Linked DNA regions of Mus musculus: all the other regions are linked to region 1. A link is a contact called in public Hi-C and HiChIP or PLAC-seq data. All regions are on one chromosome and are shown on one strand. Each heading gives the region's core, a stretch centred on a gene start, on an enhancer-like site or on the middle of the called end of the contact. The rest is flanking DNA. Distances are from core to core; before and after follow the strand shown. Region 1 overlaps Nup210 (nucleoporin 210). Region 2 has its middle 89 kb from the start of Gm38860. Region 3 has its middle 78 kb from the start of Fbln2. Region 4 has its middle 70 kb from the start of Iqsec1.

Region 1 (3,375 bases), core at 784-3,283:
CAGTCTCAAGCACCCATCTGTCACCAGGGTAGACTGTGAAACCTAGAACAGGAAGTAGGGTTCAACCCTCATGATACAAGGGCAGCAGGGCTGAGAGAGAACCTGAGGCTAAGAATTACACACCCACCCCTGTAAAGGGCCCAGAATGCTCACCAGTACAGAACCTGATGGCTACCATTATTCCCAACCTAGAGAAACCACAGCCGGTCTTCCTGGTTCCTGGGTCCAACACTGAACATACCCAGAATCTGACCCTCAGCAGGTTTAAGCTCTGAGGCTGTGACAACCAGAATTCTGACTTCCCAGTAGGTCTGAGGCTCCAGTGGATCTAGTCTGAGGCCATAGCTCATTTAGACTCTGAGTCCTCAGCTGGTCTACCCATTGGCCAATATGAGTCTATCCCAAGGCCATACAAGTCCACTCAAGACCATGGCAGTGTAGACTCTAAGGCTGAAACACAAGTTACCTGTGGTGATACTGTGTCTCACCTGTACCCACAGAAGGTCTAAACTCTCAGGGATGACAGGTCTAAGTCTGAAGCTAGAACAGGTTTTGGATCCTAGGCTAAAGCTCCCGAGAGCTCTGGATAAGATGTATCTGGGTCTGGGCTCTGAGAGCACCTAGCTAGCCCTTTGTCTCCTCCACCCCACATCCCCCACACACAATGCAACACTAGCTACTTCTATTCCCACAAGGTTGTTTGCTTTCTCATCTCCATAGCTCCAACTAAGCTGTTAACTCTGCCAGGTGCCCTTCCCACCACAGAAAATCAGTCTGACACAGCACCTGCCTCCCATGAACCTCCCGAAGTCTTTCCTCTGCCCTGGTGTTTGCTCCTACCACACTGTTGCCACCTGTTTGTACCAACCTCTACTGTGGAGCTAAGTCTCACCCCAGGCCAATCAGGCAAAGGATGCTGCCGAGACACAAAGGGTCCTTGAGGCATACGGGGGTTGGTGCCTGTTAGCTGGGTGCTGCACCACCAGAGGTTCACAAGCTCCCTGACAAGAGGATCTTAATTAAGGGTACTGCTGCCCATCTGGCCACTGCTCTCCAGACTGAACTCTGGCTGTGAGCTCCTTAGGTGAGCTGCCTCAGACTAAAGAAAACACTACCATGGTGACTCCCATGACACACATGCCCCAAAGGTCTCCGCGCTGGCTATCATTGCAGCTCCCAGATCCACCTGGGCTTCAGGGTCATTTACTGCTACAGGTGGTTCCCTCCTCTCTCTGATGCCTCCTTCTTCCCTGCCAAGGTACTGCCAACTCTCACATCAACCTAAAGATGACCAGCTAGGCACAGGGTCCCCAACCTTGACAGGTGCAGAGCAGCACTCAGGTCTGCATGCTGCCAGGGCTGAGGACTGATGGCCGTGAGCATGGCGGAGGATGTGGTCAGTGTGAGAGCTACTGTACCTCTGCAGTTAGGTGGGTTTGCTTTTGCTGACAGGTCCAAGGGATTGACTATTCTCATATGAGCTAAGACATATACTGCTGAGCTGAATCTCAGGTCTTGCTTTTACTCTTTGATCTCTCAAATGATGGAATCACAGGCAATCAATGTGTAGGAAACCCCAGGGGGCCAGACTTACCTAGGTATCCGGCTTCAACCACATAGATGGTGCTGTTGGGGAGCCTAGAAGCTCCTTGCATACGGATACCTGAATTCTTAATTAAGGTATAAAACATAAGATACAAAGGGTAAAGCAGCCAGGGCTTTCTGCCTGATGCACACGGTTTGAGCATCACACAGATACCATATGAACTAAGAAGTGGGTGAGGAACCCCTAGATTAGGCCGAAGATCTACATCTTAGAGCGAAGATGTTGGTGAGTCAAGACCCTTACTGTACCATCTGCCCTACAAAGCCGAGTCTCTGCAAGGGACACCAGGGACCCCAGGGCATACAATCCATCTTGGGTTTTCAACAACCTATGTGCCAGTGTTCGCACAGTACTCACACAGCTTCTGCCAGGCCCCCTCTGAGGGGAGGGACTGTGGTTCCTGGGAAGCTTCCAGAGGCCTGGAGTGACGTATGCCTCCGCCAGACTCCTGGCTCTGGGAGTCTCTGTGAGTCATCTACAGAGGTGAGCAATTCCACTCAGCGGGTTGCTATTTAGGCTCTTTCTGATTTTCAGACAGATGGGGAAACAGTGCTATTTTTAGTCCTGGCTGGCTTTAAGGGAGAAAAACAACTTGGCTTCAAAGCAGTCAGCACGACACGGTGCCAGAGCGGAGGATATTCCTGTGGCCCAGGACCAGGTTGCTCTGTCCCATCTGCATGGCAGTGACTCTTGATGTGTCCTGTGTCAGGATGGCCACAGGACGGGCGGGGTCTCCCTGAGGATCTGGGATGCTGTTCTGGAGCTGCAGCTCATATTGATCAGAAGGCATTGAGAGTTCTGTATGAGAAAGAGATGAGAAAAGCAGGTAAGATGAAAGTGTGAAATGCTGCACACCAAGACGGCCGTCTCCAGCCCTGACTCTTGGGACCTGCTGTCAAGACAGCAGCTTGAAGAATGCTAGCAGTGGTGAACACCTGACCATCCCCCTCCCCCCCGAAGTGAGCAAGCTCTTCTCTACATCTGGGCCCAGTGGGGTTCTCACTGTATTACCAAAAAAGTTGGACCTGATGGTCTTCTATGGGTTTTTGGATGCTCAGCTTACCATCGCAAAGAATGATTCTAATCCTGACCACTCTCTGTGCTCCCCCCTCGGTCTAAATTTGTGTAAAAATGACTTTCCCAACAAGAGCCCAGGTCACAGAACAATTCCCAGGAAATCACAGGTTCTGGGAAACCCACCATCTTCACTCTCTGGGCAGAGAACACAGTACTTTTGTTTGAAGACACCTGCTGGATAGGAGTTCAATTTCCCAGAAAGGAAAAGCGACACCAGACTCTGCGGTGAAAGAGCTCTGGTCTTGCTTAGGCATCTCATGACCAATTTCCCTCATCTCATCTCTCAACAACCCTAGGAACAAGGACTACTGGCATCCCCACTTTAGAGAGGGCTGAGCAAGTCAGGTGAGAAGCTAGCTCATGGTCTGCTATGACTTCCACTGCTTTAAGAACCTAAACTTCATATGCTAGAAAACATGTCACGGATGGGTCAGTGTGTAAAGCACTTGCTGGGTAAGGATGAGGATGTTCAAAGGTGTCCAAAGGGTGTTCAAAACCCAGCACCAACACAAAGCAGTAGCATGTGTTTGCAATCCCAGCATTCCTATGGCATGATGGAAGACAGGAGAATCCCCAGAGGCTTCCATGTCAGCTGGCCTGAGGCTGCTCTCAGACCAGTGGCAGGCATACCCCCATGCTCACATACCCCCATGCTCACGTACCGCGACAGAGAGCACGGGAAGACTGATGAT
Region 2 (3,249 bases), core at 444-2,943, 160 kb before region 1:
CCCTGATCTCAGCTTTGGAGAGTTGCCCTCTTTCTTGATAGTTTTTTGGTTTGGGTTTTTGTTTTCTGTGGAATTTTTAATAGTATTTCTTGAGACACAGAAGGTTTGGACTTTGCACAATCCAACTTAATTTATCTCTTTTCTTTGGTTGCTCATGTTTTTTTGATGTGATATCTAAAAATTTTTTGTCAAGTATCATGTCATGAAAATCATTCCTGTTTTCATGCAAGTACTTTTATCTTCTTTAGCTCTTTTGTTTACAGTTACACTTTAAGGTTTTGGTTTACAGCCTAAGCTAAGAATCTAAATCCATTTATTTCAAGTAGAGAGCCAAGTGTCCAGCAGCATTCGTTGCAGAGACTGCATGACTGTTCTCTCCCTTCTGCACAGACCCAGGTTTCCTATCAAGAGGAGCTCAGAAGTGGAACTCAGTCCTATCCCCCTGCACCACTGCCCTTTCCCTGGGCCAGCACTGCACCATCTCCATCACTGCACATCTTTAGCACTATTGCTTTCTTTGGGCTTTAAAAGCTCCAAGAGTCCTTGCACTAACAATTCGAAATGAATTGTAGGGCCAGCTGATTACTCCCATTCCTAATCAATCTGCTCTCACAGTGGGTTTTATCCAGAGTTCCTTTAAACTGAGAGGGGGTGGGGAGCTCACTACAAAGTCCTCGCTGGCCTGGAACTCACTATGTACAGCAGGCTGTCTTAAACTAACAGAAATCTGCCTCTGCTTTCCCAGATGTGGGACTAAAGGTGTGCACTGAGTTGCTTGGGACCATAAAAGATCCTTATAAACCCAATCAAATTCCACCAGGCATCATATTAAACACGCCCAGACTGTGAGCTGAAGCAGCTAAGGACCTGTGTCTTGATTTATAAGTGGTATGCAAAGCACACTGATGCAGGGATGGTCCAAAGCCCATTTTACCTCTAAATACACAGCCAGCACAGCAGGGCACAGAAGCATGGCAGGGAACTTGAGCTGAGGCCCTGAAGTTGGAATTGGGCCCTCCTGATGGGCCCTTGCTTCTCTGGGAACCAGAAAGAAGCCCAAGTCACAGCTTGCATGGCACGCATGCAGGAGACCTCTCACTGCCAGTCCTTGGCTGGAATTCTGCCAGAAGTCTGGAGAGACAGGAAGTGGCCCCTGTAAAACACGGCCCCACAAGGACAGCAGCTGCAGTAGCACCTGTCTACACAAGGCAGATCTGAGGACTCAGGTGAGCTTGTCTATGACTATATAGTGCTTTCTGGGCTCTCATGAAGCATAGTCACTGTCATCCTGGAGCAATGTTTGTCTCTGCCAGGACTAACAAGAATGAAACTTATTATCTGTAACTAAGCTCAGTGATCCAGGTTTTACAAAACGCTGGTTGACTGGGCCATTGCAATCTAGTTGTCTCAAAGCCATGCGGTATGAATTGGCCTAGGTTTGGCTGAATGACAGCTCTCAGAACACTGTGCCCCACCCAACCCACCCACCCACCCACCCACCCACCACCACCACCACCCCCCGCCCAGGGCGCCTAGCTGAGGGAAGGCTCTACTTCATGTTTGGGGACTGGCAGAATGACTGAAAACCTACTGTTTATAACTGCTGATGCTGGCTGTGATCTGCAAAGGCTGGGGGAGGGGAAATGCAGATGGTGGGAACTCAGCCCCCTTTCACCATCTGGCAAATAAAGAGAAGGTGACTCTTCAATCAGCTGTCACTTCCCCTTGCACCAGCAGGGCAGGATGCATGCCCTCTGTGACAGAAAGTCCTAAAGATAGGGTCCCAAATCACTCAAGAAAGGAGCCTTAAGAGAACGAAGACAAAATCTTTGATCTAGGGAAAGGAAGTTTCCAAAATAAACTACTGGCCAAGATGCAAAACGGCTGCTTTGAGGACCTGCTGGAGGACTGAGCCAGCAGCCTGATGGAATCAAGAAGGCCACACTGATTAAATTAGTGGCACTCTTTAGCATGAGCAGAATAACCTCCTTTGGCCTGAGTTCCATGTACATCAAAACAGCAGTATCCACTTTCCAGGTCCCAGCTGATGTCCATGAGGTAGCTTTGTTGACAACTGCAAAGGTTATCTTCGAACTCCTTCAAACTCCTTCAGAAAAGCAAAGGGTCACAGGGTGTCAAAAGATATTTATTCTACTCTCTCTCTCTCTCTCTCTCTCTCTCTCTCTCTCTCTCTCTTTTGTGTGTGTGTGTGTGTGTGTGTGTGTGTGTTTGTGTGTGTGTGTGTGTGTCCTCAATCATGCTCAGCCTTATTCCCTTGATCTATAACATTTCCTCAGCTAGGCTGCTAGCCAGAAATCCAACAATCCTCCTGCCCTACCCTTACCCTGAGGTTACAAGTACATGCAGCCACACCTAGTTTTTTACAAGGCTGCTGGAGATGCAGGCTCGGGTCCTCAGACCATGCCTAAGCACTCTTATCCACAGAGCTGCCTCTCAGCTACTAAAGATCTTTATGTTTTAAAATATTGTGACCCCATATGGCTGCAGAGACATAATTAGCCAGACGATGCACTCTCCATATTAGAGGAGTTAATAAACGCCTCTTTGGGGCCAGGGAGGCAAATGCACACAGATAATAAAGCACCAAGACATTATAAAACGTTCTCAGCACGGATGATTTATCGATGTGTCCATGGCACCGGGAGAAGGCAAGACAAGGCTGCTGTATTTCACCCCCTGTGCAGCCTAAGTGGTTTGTATGTTCAGACAATTTCAAGCCATCCTGTGCCGGCCCACGACAAACAGCTCCAGAACAGCAGACCTCAGAGGGCAAGGGACAGGCACAGTTGAAGTGGGGCAGAGCTGGGATGCAGCATGTGGCTCAGCATCTGGGGCAGGGCACTTCAGGCAGGGCCTGTTGAAAAGCTCACAAAATAAGAATTTTCAGCTGTAGAGATGGCTTGACACTTAAGAGCACTTACTGCTCCTGCAGAGAACCTGAGTTAGGGTTCCCAGCACCTATGTGCCAGCTCATAACCACCTGTAACTCAGTTCCCAGGAATGTGATAGCCTCTAGTCTTTACAGGCACCTGCACACATATGGTGTACATAAACCCATACAGGTACACATCTATACACATAAATAAAATAAATAATCATAGTCAATGTCCCAGAAAGAAATTGATCTTGGGGCCTCAAATTGCTGTCTTTGGCTCTTACAGCCAAAGATTTTTGGTTTTTGGTTTTGGGGGATTTTCCCCCACTAATGATTCCTTGACACCAAATGCA
Region 3 (3,232 bases), core at 641-3,140, 210 kb after region 1:
TCACAGAATCCACTTGCCCACACACATGCCTGATGTGCAGCCTGCCAGGGGCACAGGAGGGGCACCTAAGAATGCCTGCTCTTTTGGATGGAGCCTTGTTCTACGCAGAGTCCAGAGGTCAGGCTCTGCCTGGAACCTGGACTGTTGGGAAGCAGCTGCCATGGGGCCACCAGGGTGAATGCAAAGGGATGGTTATCTGCATGGGAGCTCAGCTCCCATCCTAATGTTTAGGTTTCGTGTAGGACACTGGTGTGGGTTCTAGGCACAAACCCAAGGAGGAAGTCAAGTAGGGTGATGGCAGGGGTTGCTGGTCAGTGACTTGCTCGGGCTGTGGCCAGGGGGTTTCTGGGAAAGCACCACCTGAGCAGAAACCTGTGAGATGAAAGGGGAAAACCAGAGCCCAGCCAGTGCAAAGGCCCTGTGGCAGCTATGCCTGGTGTGTCAAAGTTATAGGCAGGCCAGGGAAGGTGGAACACACTGGGGGAAGGGAGAGGTATTGGGACTTGAGGCCATGGCAGTGACACTATGGACCCCCCTCCCCCAAGCCACCCACCCATCTCTCTCCTGAGGCCCACTGGCTTCCCCACAACCACACTTCTCATTCAGGCCTCATCTTCTCCCAGTTGATTTTGTTCTTGTCTCAAAGACTGCCAACACTTCATTGGCTTAGACTGTAGAGGTCCAGTACTGCATTATGACATCAGAAAATCCTTGCAGATACCGGCTACATGGTGTAGACACCATCCCCATAATATAGGTACTTGGCGCTGAATGTAGACTCAAAGCTCTGGGGCATAGATGCCGAGCTTTGGAAAATAGACACCAAATCCTGCACTGTAGATAGATGCCAAGCTTTTGTTCCTGAGTGAAGTTAGACAGGGAGTTAAGGAGATTCGCGGCTTTGTGGTTTTGTAGCTGAGAGGGGCCCTGGAGCTCTTGGTTGCTGGCCCATTGCTCTGGTCACGGGGCCCTGGAGTTGGTCTCCAATGCTCTCCTGGATTGATGCAGTACCCAGTGCTCTCCTGTATTGATGTGGTACCCACACTCTTGAGGATAGGGACCAGGCTGCTCCGGATTTAACAGAGCAAGGGACATACATGTGTGGGACCTGGCTGGATGCTCACAGCAACTAAGAGAATAGAGCTCTTATATGCCAAGCCCTAATGTCAAACTTCACCCTGAGCAGTCTCCCTTCAGGTTCCCAGCCACACTGTCCCTACATGAAATTGAGGCTCAGGAAATGGAGCCTTAAAGCTTGGATCCAGGACAAAGTGGAGCCCACAGGACATAGGACAGGATACTATCTCAGTGTCTTCAGTCACCCTTCCTGTCTCTCAGGGTCTGCCCTGTGCAGAGAAGTTCTGTACTGGCCTCATGGTGGGGAGCCAGACACAAAGCAGAAAGGCGCACCTCACAGTCCCTCTGTGGCACAGCCAGGCTCTAACCTGCCACTGCCTACTCCACTATCTACAGGGAGACAGTCTAGGTGGAGATGGGAAGAAGCGTGCCCCCAGTACCTAAGTCACACAGTGGGAAACTGAGGCAGCTATGTGTGGTAGTTGGGTGTTGTCAATATCCATAGATGGGAACTGCTCAAAATCAATACTGGAGGTATTTTTGGAGCTGTGAGTTACCCTTAGGAACCCAAAGAGGTGATGACCCGCCCAGGGTCACACAGCAAATTGGAAGGCAGATCAGACCCGATGGGCCTCACTGCAGTATGGGATGAGGAGACTGCCAAGGAGAAGGAAGGAGAGAGAGGTTCTGTCTTCCAGGCAGACTCCTTATGGCTGGCAATCACGTCATCGGCTGGGACACCACCGCCCCCGGAGTCACCGTCCTGTCCTTCATGACCTCATCTCTTGGCTGGGTCCCAGCACTGTGCCTGGAATCAATACCTCCTGGCAGCCAGCAACTGAGTCCCCGTGTCTTCCTGCCCCACATCCCAGCACATCGACCCACAGGCCAGTTCCTGCTCAGCAAGGAGCCCATGGAAATCAGTGCACCCGCTCTCCTTATTTACTGTCCTGAGCCCTTCAGGTGGAGTGCAGAGTCTCCACCCAAATCTAGCTTCCTACCCTTCTCCCTAAGCCAGGCAACTTGATTCCTTCAGCCTGGACATCCCACGTCTGCCAGAATCCCTGTCCTGCCCCCCCGCCCCCAGCTCTCACCCTGCTGGTAATCATCGTGGCGACATACCATTGAGAATCTGAGTAACAAGGAAGAATCAGAGTGGGCATTGCTTGTAGTCAGCAGTGGTCTCACGCAGAGAAAGCAGGGAAGACCCCTCCGCCATGGCTCCTTGCAGCCAGAACTGGATCCCGGGAAGGTCGGGGATGACTGTGGACTTAGGAGCACGTCAGCAGGGACCCAAGGGTGGGCACTCTTACTCAACATAACTTACTGATTACAGTTTGAGGGCAGAAGAGCAGCATGTCTCTCTCTGAGCCTCAGTTTCCCCAACTGTAAAATGAGAAGAAATTGAAAGTGTATGTGGTGAGAGATGAGGATGTGGGTCAGGTGCTCAGCAGAGGCTGGGGTGCTGATATCTTTTGAGCCCCACATGGGTGACCTCATGCCGTTTTCATGATACTTGCATGACCAGGGGTCCTCTTACTTTCCTACTTATGGCTAGGCAAACTCATCTCTCCTGAGAGGCCACAGAGAGAGGCCACGTGACTCGTGGGTTAGAGTGGAGAGTCCTCACACAGAATTTACTGTGGAATTTGCTTAGGAACTCAGGGGTGTACTGATGCCTGCAATTAGCCTTCTCTTGGTGTGCTGGGAGAGCCCGGGGCAAGCTCATCTCTACAGACCTCACTCTTACTGTAAAGCACAATACACGTGTGATTCTCTGCATCTGTCAGTGATTCACTGGGGATGGAAGGCGGGGTGTGGGACTGAGTCTTTGGAAACTTCTGGTAGGTGGGAAACTGAAGCCCAGGCTGAGGGGAGAAGTAGAGGCTGGTAAGGAACCTTGGGGAAGAGGAGAGCTGGGCCCCACTCCAGCACTGAGGCTGTCACTGGGCTGTCCCCCATCCCAGGGAAGGTGGACCACCCCTCCGTTCAAGACTGGAAGGTGACAGTCAAGCTAAGATGGAGATGGTCTGAAACCATGGGGTGGCCTTGTCACACTGGCAGGAAACCTGTGAAGGGAAAAGAACAGGACATAAAGTCAGTTATGACATCGCAAGCTGCACATGGCTAGAGGGGCAAGACATGGCTCAGTACT
Region 4 (3,067 bases), core at 462-2,961, 200 kb before region 1:
CTGTGGGTGCAGTTCAACAAACATGAAGATGGAAGGCATTTGCTATCTTAGTAATTTTGAGGTCCTGTATCATGCAGCCATAGATGATTTACACATGGCTTCTTCCATTACCTCCCTCATAGCACACGGAAGGCAGCTTCCACCTAGCTCCCACTTGAGGCTCTTCACTGCTGCCTATCCACTCAGTAAATGCCCATCATGTCCACTGTGCAGCCCCAGGGACTTCTTGTTATGTTGCTGAGTTTCAGCAAGGCCATCTCAGACAGGAGCCCTAGCAACCTCGGATGCTGCAAAGCCAGGAGATGCCAGGTAACAAAGCAGAGCTCTTAGATGCCGGTCTGTCTAGGATACCACCCAGTACTGCTCCAGATTGGCTTCCATGTGGATTCTAAAGTAATTTAGCCTGTGTGAGCCTTAGTTTCCATATGGATTTTAGAAGGGAAAAAAAAACAATTAGTCTTCAAGAATATAATAAAGAGAAAGCCCAGGTGTAGCTGCCAACAAGCTGTGTTATTTGCCACCTGTCTGCAGGTAAAAGGGAGACTATATGGTGTTCCAGCTATGAAGCTGCTTTGTGGCTGCTCTGTGGCTGATTATAGAGCTTACAAAGATAGTGGAGACTTCTGAAACAACTTCAGCATTTGAAGAGCTGGACCACACATGGGCCTGACATGGAGCAAGTCAAGACATATCTGTGGTGGGAAGTTATGGCAAAACAGCTCATTCCTCATCTCACATTTGCAAGATGGCCCTGAGTTGAGTTGCACTGCTACTTCAGGAACAAAAGCAGCCAATAGAGAAACAAAAAGTTGAAAGCTGTGGAAACTCTGAGGAAGATGAGCTCTCTGTGATTCATGTGTAGGTATATACATGCATGTGCCCATATGGGCATGCATCTATGCATGAAGAGTAATATGTAAGCTTAAAGGTAGGCATGTGTTCCTGTATGGGTATGGGTCCATGTCTTTGTTTTGCATAAATATGCACATTAGCATACATACATGCCAATTCATATGTGTGTTTGATGGCTACATAGGTATAAATGTATGTGGAGGGATATGCATTGTGCCTGTGTGGTATGTAGTAAGTGTGTACTTGACTATGGTTCTGTCATCAATGAACATGAGAAGAGGCAGCAGAAGATCAAAAGCATTCCTGAACCTACTGGCTCCTTCCAAACAAGATAAGCACTCAGAAAAGGATGGATTTCAAAATTGAAGGGAACAGGTGATAGGTCACAGCAGCTAACCTCACACTTGCTGACAGGTCTTAAGGCCAAGATGATCCATTCACTGTGCATGTGCTGAGGTTCTGGATGCTATAGTTTATGTTGTCTGAGAGACCAGGAGGTGAGCAGTGATTTGAATGGGGAAGGACAAGGACAAAGTGGAGAAGGTGGGTCAGCCCAGCTAGTATCAAGTTGTTGCCATGCTTCACCTGTTCAGGGCTTCAGCAAGCAAAGAAGGCCAGGTGCTGGTAGTTGGCTGCTCAGGCTGGTATACACTGGCATGTCCAGTCCTTGTGAGCCTTACTAGACTTCAGCCCCTGCAAACTGAAATCTTTATTTCCAAGACAGCTGTGGTCTCCATGGGGGCTCTGCAACTCTGAATAAATGCCTATACAAACAAGGAGATCCACATGAGCAACACAGGGTAGCATAGAAAGAGCCTCTGGGTGGCAGAAGATACAAGTGTCTGCTTTTCACATAACAGCTGACACCAGGGTCCATGCTTATACGTCACAGTCTGGGATTCCATGGCAACAGCCGGGTGGGTAAGTTGTTCAGGCTGGTCTGTTCTCTGATATGGGGAATCCAAACTTGATCCCCTTGAGTACAGTTCTAACACCCACAAATAATCCCCCATAGGCAAGAAGGGATTCTGCCGTCTGCAGGGAAGTGCCAGGATTAGTATAAATTCAAGCCTGAAGCTACCACCAGTCTTAGCCTAAGAAAAACAAGTAAAAATCAAGTGTAATCTGCCACACGAGGTCATTGCTGTTAAACTCTTCAAGTCCATGGCACACTGGCTTTCCTACGCATCTTTTGCCGTAGTGGAAGTGCTGCAGCTGACTATGTTCTGTGCCAGCCTTACTCATATGCTCCCTCAGCCTCTCAGACCAAGGTTTGCCCCTCTCCATCCACTCTGGAACACTTTGCCCTGAACATTCAATCCAAATTCTACCCCAATGCTCACAGCCAGGAGACTCAGATCTGCTCCCCTCTATTCCCCTGCCTCTTAGGAGTCTGATAATACCTCTGGTTGCCTGTTTCAGCCACACACACTCTACTCTGTCCCCAACTGCTGGCATCCCAACTTAGAAACTGCTGTCCGCCTGCCCGGGAGCTGCTCCTGGCTCTTGAATTAAACACTTCTCTTCTATCATTCACACTCCATTCCAGATACCACCTCCTAGGATCCAGACCCTCCCTATGTTCTCCTCTCAATAGCTTGCTCAATCTAATTATGATTCCACACCACATTCCCCCACCTGTCTTTACAGGGACACATCATACTCTGAAGCAAGCTATCCTAGTTGTCTATCTGCTTCCTGCCTTCTGCTTGGAGAGGGTAGGTAGGGTCTGCCTTATTTACCAGGATGTTTCCCATGGATTTACCGTGGAATGCTTCAGAACATTTGCAGCAGCAATGTCACAGGGCGGTGCCCACATTCATGTCACCCTTCCTTGCTATTGTACAGAACTATCCTCCAAGCCAATGTGCTACCATTCTCATCAGATCATCAGGACCCACTTGCTAAATATTATCATGGCTGGCATTCCCTCAGAGAAGGAGGTGTGGGGAGGGTCATCGGACCCTTACCTGAGTAGCCAGCCATTCCTCCCAACCAGCTATATGCAATGAGGCCAACAGCATGTGTCCTCAGGAACTCAGGGAGGAGCCAGGATATATAAAATGGAGAAGACTAAGGGAAGAGGGCTCCATCTATGTGCCTATGGGGAAGCCATCATCCCTGCTGAGGCAAGACTTTCCAGTGTGGACTTTCTTGGAGTGGGAGCACCCATAATCTTGTAAGTAACTTCACACCTAAGCTCTGTAAGGAAGCC

What was found. Hi-C and Micro-C count contacts between places; a contact is called where the count stands out from the background. HiChIP or PLAC-seq counts read pairs in DNA pulled down with a chosen protein or histone mark.
Region 2: a contact with region 1 is called in a Hi-C map of the N1E-115 cell line, with 2.7 times the contacts expected there. The contact joins two enhancer-like sites. A contact is called at or near these places in 3 of 484 Hi-C or Micro-C datasets (8-cell embryo, the N1E-115 cell line and morula), 3 of 115 datasets of contacts at active chromatin or transcription factors (astrocytes, embryonic stem cells and pancreatic cancer cells) and 2 of 9 other capture datasets (embryonic stem cells and pancreatic islet).
Region 3: a contact with region 1 is called in an HNF4G HiChIP or PLAC-seq map of pancreatic cancer cells. The contact joins two enhancer-like sites. A contact is called at or near these places in 9 of 484 Hi-C or Micro-C datasets (B cells, brain, cerebellum and 4 more), 1 of 115 datasets of contacts at active chromatin or transcription factors (pancreatic cancer cells) and 1 of 9 other capture datasets (embryonic stem cells).
Region 4: a contact with region 1 is called in a Hi-C map of cortical neurons, with 2.5 times the contacts expected there. The contact joins two enhancer-like sites. A contact is called at or near these places in 5 of 484 Hi-C or Micro-C datasets (cardiomyocytes, cerebral cortex, cortical neurons and 1 more), 2 of 115 datasets of contacts at active chromatin or transcription factors (astrocytes and embryonic fibroblasts) and 1 of 9 other capture datasets (embryonic stem cells).

Annotation. Positions count from the first base shown.
Region 1 is chr6:91,074,313-91,077,687 of GRCm38.p6, forward strand. Nup210 (nucleoporin 210) reads right to left here. Exons shown (of 40, transcript NM_018815.2): 7 at 2,246-2,404; 8 at 1,595-1,663; 9 at 1-42. Among named protein-coding and RNA genes, the nearest start is that of Nup210, 41 kb to the right of the region's middle. Within about 2 kb of position 2,034, at least 99 of the 459 cell types and tissues checked have an H3K27ac peak or open chromatin away from gene starts, as enhancers often do. A contact at or near this core is called in the N1E-115 cell line, cortical neurons and pancreatic cancer cells, where this site is marked.
Region 2 is chr6:90,919,073-90,922,321 of GRCm38.p6, forward strand. It overlaps a transcript of Iqsec1 not described here. Among named protein-coding and RNA genes, the nearest start is that of Gm38860, 89 kb to the right of the region's middle. Within about 2 kb of position 1,694, at least 24 of the 459 cell types and tissues checked have an H3K27ac peak or open chromatin away from gene starts, as enhancers often do. A contact at or near this core is called in the N1E-115 cell line, where this site is marked.
Region 3 is chr6:91,289,306-91,292,537 of GRCm38.p6, forward strand. No RefSeq gene overlaps it. Among named protein-coding and RNA genes, the nearest start is that of Fbln2, 78 kb to the left of the region's middle. Within about 2 kb of position 1,891, at least 7 of the 459 cell types and tissues checked have an H3K27ac peak or open chromatin away from gene starts, as enhancers often do. A contact at or near this core is called in pancreatic cancer cells, where this site is marked.
Region 4 is chr6:90,878,885-90,881,951 of GRCm38.p6, forward strand. It overlaps a transcript of Iqsec1 not described here. Among named protein-coding and RNA genes, the nearest start is that of Iqsec1, 70 kb to the left of the region's middle. Within about 2 kb of position 1,712, at least 15 of the 459 cell types and tissues checked have an H3K27ac peak or open chromatin away from gene starts, as enhancers often do. A contact at or near this core is called in cortical neurons, where this site is marked.